Linked DNA regions of Pan troglodytes: all the other regions are linked to region 3. A link is a contact called in public Hi-C data. All regions are on one chromosome and are shown on one strand. The core of a region is the stretch at or near the end of the contact, and the rest is flanking DNA. Distances in the headings are between cores, read along the strand shown.

The links. A called contact is a pair of places that touch in the nucleus more often than the background predicts.
Region 1: a contact with region 3 is called in a Hi-C map of stem cell-derived neural progenitor cells, with 4 times the contacts expected there. The contact joins the enhancer-like site here to the promoter of LOC134810271 in region 3. A contact is called at or near these places in 4 of 7 Hi-C or Micro-C datasets (blood, a lymphoblastoid cell line and stem cell-derived neural progenitor cells) and 1 of 1 datasets of contacts at active chromatin or transcription factors (stem cell-derived excitatory neurons).
Region 2: a Hi-C map of stem cell-derived neural progenitor cells shows a contact between it and region 3, with 7 times the contacts expected there. The contact joins the enhancer-like site here to the promoter of LOC134810271 in region 3. A contact is called at or near these places in 4 of 7 Hi-C or Micro-C datasets (blood, induced pluripotent stem cells and stem cell-derived neural progenitor cells), 1 of 1 datasets of contacts at active chromatin or transcription factors (stem cell-derived excitatory neurons) and 1 of 1 other capture datasets (stem cell-derived neural stem cells).

Annotation. Positions count from the first base shown.
Region 1 is chr5:22,476,814-22,480,903 of NHGRI_mPanTro3-v2.0_pri, forward strand. All of the region lies in intron 3 of LOC134810274 (a long non-coding RNA gene), which reads right to left. Among named protein-coding and RNA genes, the nearest start is that of ATXN1, 190 kb to the left of the region's middle. Within about 2 kb of position 1,843, at least 4 of the 24 cell types and tissues checked have an H3K27ac peak or open chromatin away from gene starts, as enhancers often do. A contact at or near this core is called in stem cell-derived neural progenitor cells, where this site is marked.
Region 2 is chr5:22,924,766-22,928,765 of NHGRI_mPanTro3-v2.0_pri, forward strand. All of the region lies in intron 3 of LOC107975075 (a long non-coding RNA gene), which reads right to left. Among named protein-coding and RNA genes, the nearest start is that of STMND1, 47 kb to the right of the region's middle. Within about 2 kb of position 2,031, at least 1 of the 24 cell types and tissues checked has an H3K27ac peak or open chromatin away from gene starts, as enhancers often do. A contact at or near this core is called in stem cell-derived neural progenitor cells, where this site is marked.
Region 3 is chr5:22,717,523-22,721,730 of NHGRI_mPanTro3-v2.0_pri, forward strand. LOC134810271 reads right to left here and starts at 2,382. Exons shown (of 3, transcript XR_010157909.1): 1 at 2,242-2,382. LOC134810272 (a long non-coding RNA gene) reads left to right here and starts at 2,634. Exons shown (of 5, transcript XR_010157911.1): 1 at 2,634-3,216; 2 at 3,289-3,709.

The DNA of each region.
Region 1 (4,090 bases), core at 593-3,092, 240 kb before region 3:
GCTTGAGTGAGCTGGGGGCGGGTAGGCCTGATGGGGTGCACGGAACAGAAATATGGCCAGAGCAGGAAGGAAACGCCACGCCCCACCCCAGCTTTCTATGGGGGAGGATTTCCCTTATGCCCTCTGACCTCTTGCTCCAACCTTTTCTTCCCCAAGGGTGTGGAATGAGTAACCCGGCTGGGGCTAAAGCCAACGTGGCCTATGCCCCCTCCTTGGATAGGGTGAATCTATATAATTTTGAGCAGGGTTAGCAGGGATTTGGGCCTCTTTCTCCTTCCCTCTTCACACAGACAGGTGCCTGTAGACTCAAAACTTTCCTGCAGGTGGCCTGCGACCAGGCTAGACTGGGGAACAGGCAGGTGGCAAGTTAGCTCATTGCCCTCAGTCACATAGTTGCATTCTGGCCCCCGTCTGCCTCAATACTCTTGTCTTATTTCTCAGTGGGCTCAGAACTTGGGACGGGAAGAGAACTCTTGTAAGATAAAAGTTTCCATAAGATAAAAACCTTCCCTCCCCTAAACAGACCTCAAAACCAAATTAGGAATCACTATCCTAATCTATCAAACCTAATCTATCTGTCATCTTAATGGAAAAATCCCTCAAATCTCTTACTTAATAGTCCAAAACACTAGACTGAGAAGTCTGGTCCCAAAGACAAATTCAATACAGTGAATATTGGGAGTGAGGTGGGAAAAAGGATTATTTTGGTGCCAGTATAAAACCCAGGGGTATATGCTATGGTCAGTAGCCAGAAAGAGGAAGATGAGGAAATGTGAAGCCTTGAGATATTCTTACCTTGTGACTTTATATCTGCATTAAAAAAACCACATTAGGAAAATAATTTCTTGAGTTTATCTTTTCTTTGAAGAACTGAACAACATTTTCAATATATTTACACACTTGCCTCACAATTTCCTTGGGAGATGGAGTGAGAATATAACGTTGTCATGAACAAATATTAATGTCATGGTTACTATCTGCAGAACTCAGTTGTGAGCATTAGAGAAATTTTTTTAAGAGGAAGAAGAAGATACATGGTTCGTATCCTTGAAGGGCTTAGCCTCGACCTAGAAAACACTCAGGCCCCCAAAGCAATATATATGAAAAAAGGAAATACAAGAGCAATGTCAAATGGATGGTAAAGATTTTTAAAAATGCTTCAGGAGTTCAGAGGGGAAAAAAAGTATCTGTTGAAACTAGGAGTTCTTACAATTCTTTCATCAAGGATTATATAGATGAGGAAACATTAGAGAAATGTGAAAGCCCCAACCACACATCAGTAGAGAAACTGCAATTAGAAACTGCCTCTCTGGTAAGAGCTCCCAGAAGATGAGAAATGGGTATTGCATTTCTTTGTGCAGTCCTACTGGGCCTGGCATTGCAGGCTCCACTGGTAGGTGTCTCCTCAATCTGCAGCATATTAAATGAGCACTCTGTTTCCCTGGATTTCACATTGCTCCATGTCACTACCCACACATTTCAGCCAGGAGCAGCTGACCACGATGCCCAGGAAGTACCCTCCCCACCAGGTCATTCTGACAGAGCCACTGTGCCACACACAGGGAGGATGAAAAGCACAGACTCTCCACCTCCTTTCAATTGCTAAGACAGGCAGGTGCTGCCAACCCTGCTGACCCATTCAGAGGCCTGCAGAACACTCCTACAGGCATTGCCTTGTCTCTCATCAAGTTCCAAGATGGACCGAGACAGGAGGCAAGTGTTAATAGCAAGAGCAGATAGTAACCATTACGAAAACCACATTCTCCGCATATCACAGGCCCCAGGAGGGGAAAGGCAAGAGAGGATAAGGTGGGAAATAAAAGAGGGTATCAGGGCTGCCCTCATCCTGCCCAGGATACACTGGCTGTCACAGTCATTATATGTTTTCTGGCAGCACAGTCACGTAGCTATGGAACCAATGCATGTCATTGCCACCTGGCCTCTAGCAAATAAAATCACAGCGCTGGCAAGAGCATTTCCCTGGATTTCCCTTAAAGAGATACCATTGATGGTGAGTGCTGTTTGAGCTTAGAAACAACAGCAGCATTGTTCCCAAGACCCAACCCCATTGCATACTATGAAACTGAGCCCAGGGACTCACGTTTTACAAGGTATATACGCATGTGGGGGCCAGCTTCTGAGCTTCTTTTTAGGAAGAAAAATACTCGTGGCTTCTATCTGTGTTTAGTTTCTTCTCATTTGGTAAATAAAAGCAAACGGCTTCTAATATTTTGGATAATAATTTGATGCCCTCTTGAATGTCAACATCAAAGTGCTCATGACCCCAGAAGGAAACCAAAGTAGCCACAAGTGGTCTACATGGGTTCAGGCAGTCCTTCTTTCATTCCTTCACCATTTCTTGCCTCAGACCCTTCTCTACCAGTTTATTCTTTACCCAAAGAATCCTATGATGTAAGCATGGAAATGGACATTTATTCGCTTTCTCAAGGGCCTTAATTGCCCCCTTCTTTTAGTCTAATTAATCTCTTGACTCTAAAGAGAACTTTACAGTCCCCAGAGAGCAACAGGTGTCAGTGACCCACATTGTACTGTGGTGTGCTCTGAGAATAAACCTTTTGGGCTTTTCTCAGATAAGACAGGAAAATGGAAACCTTCACAGTTCTAATGAATGCTAACTCGTGTAGACCCAGCTCTGTGGACAGGAGCAATCAATATTAGGGTAACTCAGCAGATGATCCCTCACAAATCAGCAATCTATGTTCTACATTCCATTCAGTATGTTGGTAGACACCAATTATGTCTGTATGTACATAAGGAGATGATCAAGTTCCGCAATAATGACTCTAGTTAGGGAAGAAGACAAAGTGATTAAGTTGACAAGTTGGATAAAATAATAAACACAAGCTCTTAATACTACCCTTTGACCACTCCCTAGGTGAGATGAAATGTTTTGGAAATAAGTGCACTTAGTTCACCAACCTAAATGAACACAATTCGAAGCCAGATTTAACCTAGGATGTCTAAAAACAAACAAACAAACAAACAAACCACACACACAGTCAAGTTTACCTTCTGGGATTCTAACTGAGAATCATATTCTTAACTTCTCTCCATCTTATTGCACAACTGCTCTCTTATGTAAAAACCAACATAACTTTAAAAAAACAAATAAATGGGGCCGGGCGCGGTGGCTCACGCCTGTAATCCCAGCACTTTGGGAGGCCGAGGCGGATCACGAGATCAGGAGATGGAGACCATCCTTGATAACACAGTGAAACCCATCTCTACTAAAAATACAAAAAATTAGCCAGGCATGGTGGCAGGCACCTGTAGTCCCAGCTACTCGGGAGGCTGAGGCAGGAGAATGGCGTGAACCTGGGAGGCGGAGCTTGCAGTGAGCCGAGATCGTGCCACTGCACTCCAGCCTGGGCGACAGAGGGAGATCCGTCTCAAAGTAAATAAATAAACAAATAAAATAAAAGAATAAATGTTTCTCAAAAGTCTCTATGAAGGTCAGATTTGTACTTCAATATAGGAACCCCGTTAGCCATTCTTCTGCAGGTGCAGACAACCGCGAGTCGGGTGTGTGAGTCTGCAGCTGGACCGCACACACCTGCAGGTGTACCATGACTTCTAGCTGCAAAGCAGATGTACCACCAAGTCTCAGCACATGACAACGTGGCATTGCAGATGCAGTGGTTTGGAAAGGGCGCAGAAGAAAATAAGCTTTCTCAGATGACGTCCATAACAGAAGTGTTCTGGGTGCACTCACTCTGCCAACCCCTTTACTTAGTAGCCAACTAGGATTATGAGAAAGTCAAATAGTCTATCAGCATCAGTCTTGACCCTTGCCTTAGGGGTGATCATTATTAGATTACCAAGACCACATTAAGTTAAACTACCTATAACTCTATAGCCTCAAAAAGAATCTGCAGATTCCAAAACCAGACTTGTGCAGGGCAAACATCATGCAGCTAGGAGCCAAACACACCAGTATCAAAATCCTAGCTCTGCTACTCTCCATGAAGCCCCATAAAGGTGATGTGAGCCTCTGGGCCTCAGATGCCTCATCTGTACATAGGGCCTTTGCCAGACAAGCTCTCAGGTCTCATCTGGTGCTCATATCCTG
Region 2 (4,000 bases), core at 781-3,280, 210 kb after region 3:
ATGACAAAGCACTAAAGCAAGTGGTTAGTGGTTTAGTGGTTTCTCAAATCAACAGGAAAAATACAGAAACGCCAATAGAAATTGGACAAAAAATATAAACTATAATTTTATGAAAACACAGAGCTGGGCAAAGTAGCTCACACCTGTAATCCCAGCACTTTAGGAGGCCAAGACAGGCAGATCGCTTGAGCCCCAGAGTTCAAGACCAGGCTGGGCAACAGTCTCAAACAGTTCCTGAGCTCAAAGCCCTACACCTCTGCTCAGGTCATGTGCCAGGAAGCCAGTGCTGCTCTCAGGCAATGCTGATGTTGCTGGTTCAAGGCATACTTTGAGTAGCGAGAGTCAAAACATCATTGTCCAAGAGAACTTTTTGTGATCACGGAAATATGTTCTATCTGTGCTGTTCAGTACAGTAGCCACTTAACCACATGGGGCTATTGAGCACTTGAAATGAAGCTGGTGTGACTGCAACGAACGTTTTATTGAATTTTAATTAAATTTAAATGGCCCCATGTATCTGGTGGCTGCTGTAGCAGACAGCACTATTTGGACGTCAACTTTGTCCAGCAGGATAGCTTCTTACTTTAGCAAATTGTCAGTTTCCAAATTGACTACAGAGCATTACAGTCAAGGGGGGTCAGACCAGATCCTTTTCTTTATGTTTTAATACATCTATTTAAACTTAAAAAAAAAATCTGACAGGTAGTAAATGCTACTCCAAATAGTCTCATGGAAAAGACATGGCCCAAGCTGGCAGATAATAATTTTTCACATGTACTAAAATATATATATATATATATATATATATATTTCTAATTTACTGTAGAAAATATTGGCAATTCATATGTTAAAAGTTTCTTGTCTCCTCTCATAAGAAATGATTGACAGCCTTTAAGTGCTGTCTGTGTCTCTTAAAACAAAAGTGACTGACATTCTTCAAGCAGACACACTTTTCTGCAGCCTTGGATGTGACTTTCTCTCCCTAATGTGAAGGTGGTTTTCAAGCATCCTTGCTGCTTCTTAGGCTTTTAACCCTCTGTGGTCAGACGCCTTGTGGCTGGTAGTTAGAATGAGCCTGTACAGGGAGGCAAGACCCGCCTGAGTGCCACCAGGCCTGCTATGATGAAACAAAGAGGTACTTCAATTCTGAAGGATTTTTTTTTTTTTAATTTGGGCTGAGTGAAATCTCCAAATTACTAATCTCCAGAGGGGTTTTCTGATTTCCAAACTTTGTTCAGGACTTTAAACTTTCTTTTTGAAACAGGATTAGTGTGGCACTCAGTGAGAGAGATAAAGGGAAGAGGGAGGGAGAAAGGGGGAGAAGAAAGAAAGAAAGAAGAAAAGAAACAGAGAAAGAAAGAAGAAGAAGAAGAAAGAAAGAAAAGAGAGGGGGGAGGGAGAGAGAGAAAGAAAAAGAAAGAAAGAAAAGAGAGGGAGGGAGAGAGAGAGAAAGAAAAGAAAGAAAAGAAAGGGAGGGAGAGAGAAAGAAAGAAAAGAAAAAGAAAGAAAGAAAGGAAAGAAAGAGGGGAAGGAAGGAAGGAAAGAAAGAAAAAAAAGAAAGAAAGAAAAAGAAGGAAGGAGAAAGAAAGGGAGGGAAGGAAGGAGGGAGAGGAAGGAAGGAAGGAAGGGTAGATGGAAGAGAGGGGAAGGTAGATGGAATAGAGGGAAGAGAGAGAGTAGGAGGAGCAGGAAGAGAGAAAGAGGGAGGAGGAGAGAGACAAAGGGAGAAAAAAACAGAGAGAGAAGAGAGAAAAACATCTGACTTCTTGAGTCAAAGAAGATGCTATCAGAAGGCTGGGCAACCAGGAAGGAGGGAAGGAGTGTGAGAAGGGGCTCGTTTAAGAATAACAGCCTAAAACCAAAGTTCTACCCAGCAAGAATGTGTAAGTACCAAGGAAAACAGCCCTTGGTTTCTGTGACAGTTTTTTCTCTGGATCTGTAGTTAGTTCGTGGCTCTTGACATCAAAGCGTAAAACACAGGAAGGATTAAACATTCTCCAAGTGCTCACTGCTTAGCAGCCCCGAGATACAATACTTAGACATCTAACACTTGGACACAGACCCAGGAATCTATGAGAAGTTAGGAGTGACAGGACAGTGGGGGAAAGGAGGTGTTATTCAAAAGTGTTAGGTCAACTGGCCAAACATTTGGAGAAAATAAATATTGCTAAATACTTACACTTTACAACAAAATAAATCCCAGATGGATGAAATATTTGTGTGTTAAAAATAAACAAAAACCCAAACTATGAAAGTGTTGGTAAAAAAGTGGAGTTTCTGGGACAGGAGCATTGTAGGCACTTAATTTCACCAAGCACTGCCAGATTGCTCTCCCGAATGTCTGCCACCCTTCCATTTCAAGTGCAAGAAGGGGTCTGTGCCCCCAAATCCACACCAACATCTGAGATTGTCTAGTTTCTGGTTTCTGCATTCTAATAAGCTCATTAGTGTTTTAAAATGCATTTCTCTGATTACAAGTGAATTTGAACATCTCTTTATACACTTGTTAATTTTGGGAAGTTTCTATTTCATTTTATTTTATTTTATTTTATTTTATTTTATTTTGAGATAGAGTCTCACGCTGTCACTCAGGCTGGAGTGCAGTGGCATAATCTCGGTTGACTGCAAACTCTGCCTCCTGGGCTCAAGCCATCCTCCCACCTCAGCCTCCCAAGTAGCTGAAACTACAGGTGCGAGCCATCACACTGGGCTAATTTTTGTATTTCTTGTAGAGACAGAGTTTCACCATGTTTCCCAGGCTGGTCTCGAACTCTTGGGCTCAAATGATCTGCCCTCCTCGGCCTCCGAAAGTATTGGGATTACAGGCATGAGCCACTTCGCCCAGCCCTGCATTTTTGTAAAATGCCAGTTTATATTTTTTTGCCAAATTTCTATTAGAGTTTCTGTATTTTTCCGGTTGATGTAAGAAAGTTCCTTGTATGTTCTAGATATCGGTCTCTTGTTAGTTTAGGGTCTGCAAAGATCATTTTACTCTTTGTCATCCACTAACTTTGTCTATGTTCATCTTGGTCGAAGTCCTTCATGTTGGTGCAGTGAGTTTCCTCTCACACAGGTCCCTAAGCAAATGCAGTGTTTGTTGTTTACAGTGGTGGAAGATGGAGGTGAGCAGCGCGTCCATTCCTGGGAGGGCTATTGGGTGAAATGTGGGGCATGCATACTACCGAAGGCCAAGCAGAAGTTAGTAGCAATGGACCTGAGGCACACTAACATCAAGGAGGGACCCTAAAAATGTAGTCCTGAGCAAAACATGTAAGACACAGAATAAGATATACAACGCAGTATCACTTATGCCACTTAAAATGTGTGAGCATTATACAATACATATTTAGCAAAAACAAATGCATACAAAAAAGATACATATTTAACACATTGGACTGGTTGTATGGGGGAACTGGAATAGGAAACATGGATAAAAGGGATTTTAAAAAGTAAAGAGGGACCTAGGAAGATTAACTACCGATAATGTCTCAGGAAATGAGGAATATAATTAACTGCACCAACTGCACCTGTGGACCTTACAATTCGACTACAGAAGAAAATATAGGTAAATATTTATATTGTGTTGGTATAAGAAAAGACTTTCTAAGAGCAACACTTATGACAAAAGCTATAAAGGAATAGGATGATACAGCTGTCATATTGTGATATAATAAGAAATATATAGGCTAGGCGCAGTGGGTCACACCTGTAATCCCAGCACTTTGGGAGGCTAAGGCTGGTGGATCGCCTGAGGTCAGGAATTCGAGACCAGCCTGGCCAACATGGTGAAACCCTGTCTCTACTAAAAATACAAAAATTAGCTATGCGTGGTGGTGGGCACCTGTAATCCCAGCTACTCAAGAGGCTGAGGCAGGAGAATCCCTGAAACCCAGGAGGCGGAGGTTGCAGTGAGCCGAGGTCACACCACTGCCCTCCAGCCTGGGAGACAGAGAGAGACTCTGTCAAAGAAAGACAAGAAAGACAGAAAGAAAGACAGAAG
Region 3 (4,208 bases), core at 1,132-3,631:
TCCTAAAAAACCCAAACAGAAATGTCTCAGCTAACACTGTTGAAAAAGTAACTAGCTGTGCCTAAAAATAACCAAGTAACTACCCACTGCTGTGTGCAATATATAACAATGATGTTTAAATATTAAAAACAGCCTGCATTATAAAACACAAATGTCATTGAGATGTGACTACTAGATTGCCAAAGGAGAACTTTATTTGCATACACACATTCCCGTGCATGCACGACAGGATGTGCAGGGAGAAAGCCACTGTAAGGCATTAGTTTTTATTCTGTGGGTGTAACAGGGTCTTCTAATTTTGCTAATTGTATCCTGTGGATCTCACAGGGAAGCTAAGAATCTCTTCGGGGACAGAACCAGTTTGGAGGAGTCCCTACTGCACAGCATACGGTAAACAAAATAAAAATAGCTTGCCTTTCTTGTTAGCCACATCGCGCATTATATAACCAGCTTCTTCCGACTGGCTTTTTTTTTTTTTTTTTTTTTTTGCCCTTACTACTCTTCAGCAATTTCCCTCTTCTCAAATATTTATATTACCCTTTTATCTGTAGGATTATATACCAAGAAAGCAAAACAAAACAGAGCAGCCACGGGCTCGAACCGAACCCCCGCCGTCCTTAGAAACTGATTTTTTTTTGTTTTGTTTTGTTTTGTTTTCTGGCAGAGTCTCGATCACCACCCTACTTCCACCCCCCACTAAGGTTCTTGCTCAATCTCCCTAGAAAACCTGAATTGTTTCATCCCTTTCAGTCAGCCCCCTACGTGGTCTGAAACAAAATGAAAGCACAAGCCACGGAGTTTAAGAAGGCAGCCTGAAGGCGGGGGGCTGAAGAGGGGTCGGGGCGCTGCAGAGTCAGCCAAGTAGCCAAGGAAGGGCTCCCTCCGCGTCGCGACGGCCCTCGCCCCCCGCCCGGCGCGCGCGCGCACACACAAATACACACACACACACTCACTCACACACACACACACTCACACTCACGCCGCGCTCCGACACCGCCTCACCTCTCGCTCCGCCCGTCCGGCCCCCTTCCCTGCCCCCTGCGGGACCGGCCTGCGCGCAGCACTGGAACCACGTAGGAGGCGGCGGCGGCGCCCCCGGGAGTGGCAGAGTCTCCGGCCCGGCCCAGAGTGAACGAGCAGTGGGGCTCCAGGGCGCATCCCAATCCCCGCAGCGCCTCCTCCGCGGCCGCCGCCTCCTCCTCCTCCTTCCCCTCCTCCTGGCTTCATTCACCCTCCCAGCAGCCGCGCAGCCGTTCACTCCCGGCTCAGGGCAGCGCCTGCCGCGGCTCCTCGTCTCCTGCCGCGGGTGCTGGCGGGGGCGCCGGCCCGGACTGGGGCGCTCGCGGGCTCCCGGCTCCGGGCGGCGGCTGCCGCTGCACATGATCAGGAAGCGGCCGCACTAACAGGGCGGCGGTGGCGGCGGCGGCCAGGGCCGTCACCGCCACTCCAGCCGCGCTCCAGGCACCCGCACACCCGCTACCCCCGCGCGGTCCCCGAGGCCACCCCTCTGCGCCCCCCGCCCGGCACCCGGCCGCGCGCAAAGTCCCGTCCCGGCTGCAGGAGCAGTCCCTTCCCCGCCCGCAGCCGCACACCCGGCGAGGCCGGCCCTCCGAGGGGAGACCCCCGCCCCAGGGCGCCGAGGCCGGGCGACCACCCGCGGAGAAGTCCAGCCCTCCGTGAGACCCCCTCTCTCTCACCGCCCTCTCCGGGGAGGAGGAATGGGAAGAGGGCGGCCGGGAAAGGGACCACCCCCCCAACCTCGGCCGCCGCCGCCTCCCCCCTGCGCCACCCGGAGGGAGGAGGACATGGCTCTCCGCACTCGCGACCGGACCAGCAGCCGGGGGAGCGGGGCGCCGCCGCCGCTCTCCCCGCCCGCGCCCCCCGCCCGGGCGCGCCCCCTAGCCCGGCGGGCGCCCACCCAGCCCCTGACAGCCCCCCCGCCGGCCGCCCCTGCGCCCAGAGTGGGGGTGTCGGCCCGGGAGCCTGGAGCCGGGGACGGTTGTATGTACACACATACACACACACACACACACACGCACACAGAACACGACGCGTCGATTTCCTTCGCTCCTCTTCCAGCTGTTTTCCGTGCAGCCGATTGGGGTTTTGGGTTTGTTTGCTGGTTGTTGCTTTTGCCCCTCTCGGGAGATCGGGGGAGGAGGGATTTTAATCTAAATAAGGGGAGAAGGGAATGGGGGAGGGGGGAAAGAATCGGAGGAGGAAAAAAAAATAGTCACTTACTGTAAAGTGTAAATGGATCTGGGGTTGCGTGGGGAAGGGGGGGCAGAGGGAGAGAAACAATGTCTTGCGGCTGCTGTTGCTCTGGCTGCTGCTCCACGGGGCTTGTTTTGGATCCCCCTGCAGTGAAACAGGTCCTGTACGGCTCCGCCACTGTAGTAGAAATGATGTCTGCGGTATACTCTGCTCTCTCCTCCTCCTCCTCCTCCTCCTCCCCCTCCTCCCGCTCCCCTCCCCTCCCTCCTCCCTCCGCCCGCCCGCCCTCCCTCCCTCGCGCTCTCTCGCGCTCGCTCGCTCGCTCGCTCCAGTATGTAAATGTGTAATAGAAGCCAAATATGGAGCAGTTGGCTGCCGCCGCCGCAGCTCAAGGATCCGACTTCATGGGGGTGGGGGGCACCCTCTGGCGGGCGGCCCGGCGAGCCGCACAGAGCACGGCGAGCGCACCGCGCGGCGGCCGGCCCGCGCCCTTAACCCTTCGCTGCGCGCCGCCCGGGGAGGCGGGCATCTTTCTCAAAGAGTGGCTCGGGATGGGGTGCGGGGGAGGGGAGACGAGGATCGGAGGGCAAGGTTCCTTCCAGGTTTGGGAAGGGGGCGGGGAGCTGGGCGATGAGGTAATTTGAGCGGTGACGGGTCGGTCCTCGCGCGCCTCCCTGGGTCCCTGCACCTAGTTGGAGGGGACTGAACGACAACGGGGCGCTACTCAGGCAACCTGGGGGACTCCCCCAAGGGCTGTCAGGCTTCAGCTGGGAGCCGATGCAACACCCCAGTGGGGAGGGGAGGTCGGCCAATTCTAATCCCGACGTGTCCTTGGTCCCAGGCGCTCGGAGCAGCATCTGAGAGGGCTCACTCTGATCAGCAGCTGCACGTTAAGCCGCAAACCGGCGTCGCTTCGGCGTTCCGGAACCCAGGCCTGGGGGCCGCGGGGATTGCCTCTGCGTGCAACTCCGGAAAGTTTCAAGGGGTCCCCCGACTGCACAGGTACCCTCACCTTTCCTGCCGGCGAACGCTGGCGACCGCCCGACCCTGCCCTCTTTCTCTCTTCGCACGCAGGTCCGGAAATCGGCTTTGATATGGAACTACTCCGCTCTAGCCTGGAAAGGAGACCCGCGCACTCCTCTCGCAGCTAATTTCGGATCATTAATTTAATCGGAAATGAGGTAACCAGTGTAGGAGACAGAGAAAGCAACCGGAGCATCAAATGGCAGTTCTCGAGAATCGACGAGGAACTTAAATCTGGACTCAGGGTTTCAGTGCGGTCTCCGACTCCCACCACCCCGCCCCTCCGCCTGTCTCGCCGCCAGGTGTGACCTCCACGCGAAGGAATCTTCTTCGGATGGGTGCACCTTGCCAACAGGTGTGGCACCTGGAGGACTAGGAGGCGCCTCCAGACTAAGGGCGCTCAGTGCGGCGTTCTTGTTGCAGATGATTCTGGAAGGCCGGTAGGTGTCGGGCGACATTTGACCTTCTTCAGGTGCGTAGAACTAAGTGTCTGGAAACATGATCCCTTCGCGTAAGTTTCTTTCTGAAAGCCACCAATCTTGACCGTAAGCTGTATTTGAGAGATCTTTTGGCTGAGTTTACTTATGACCTAACGGTTAGTCACCAACTGAGGCAGGGCACAGGATGACCAAAAAAAAGTGTCAGTTTTTACACAACTCTGGCCTGCAAGAGCCTACGTGCTTCATAAATAAAAATAAACATACGAGCGAGGAAGGTGCAGAGCCCCGGAGATATTTTTTTCTCACATTTTTGAAATACCATGCACATATATGTGGCTATTTAAGTATAACTACTAGTGTTCACTCTTACTGATTTCTACAACTTTTTTTTTTCCATTTAAAAATCGATTATTGTTACGGTTTAAACCTCGGGTTGGTCTAAAGTGACATTGTTGGTCTCATTACAGCCTCTAGTGGACAGTTAACATCAGTTTCCTGAAAAGGCTCTGACTGGTTTTGTTTTCGTTGACA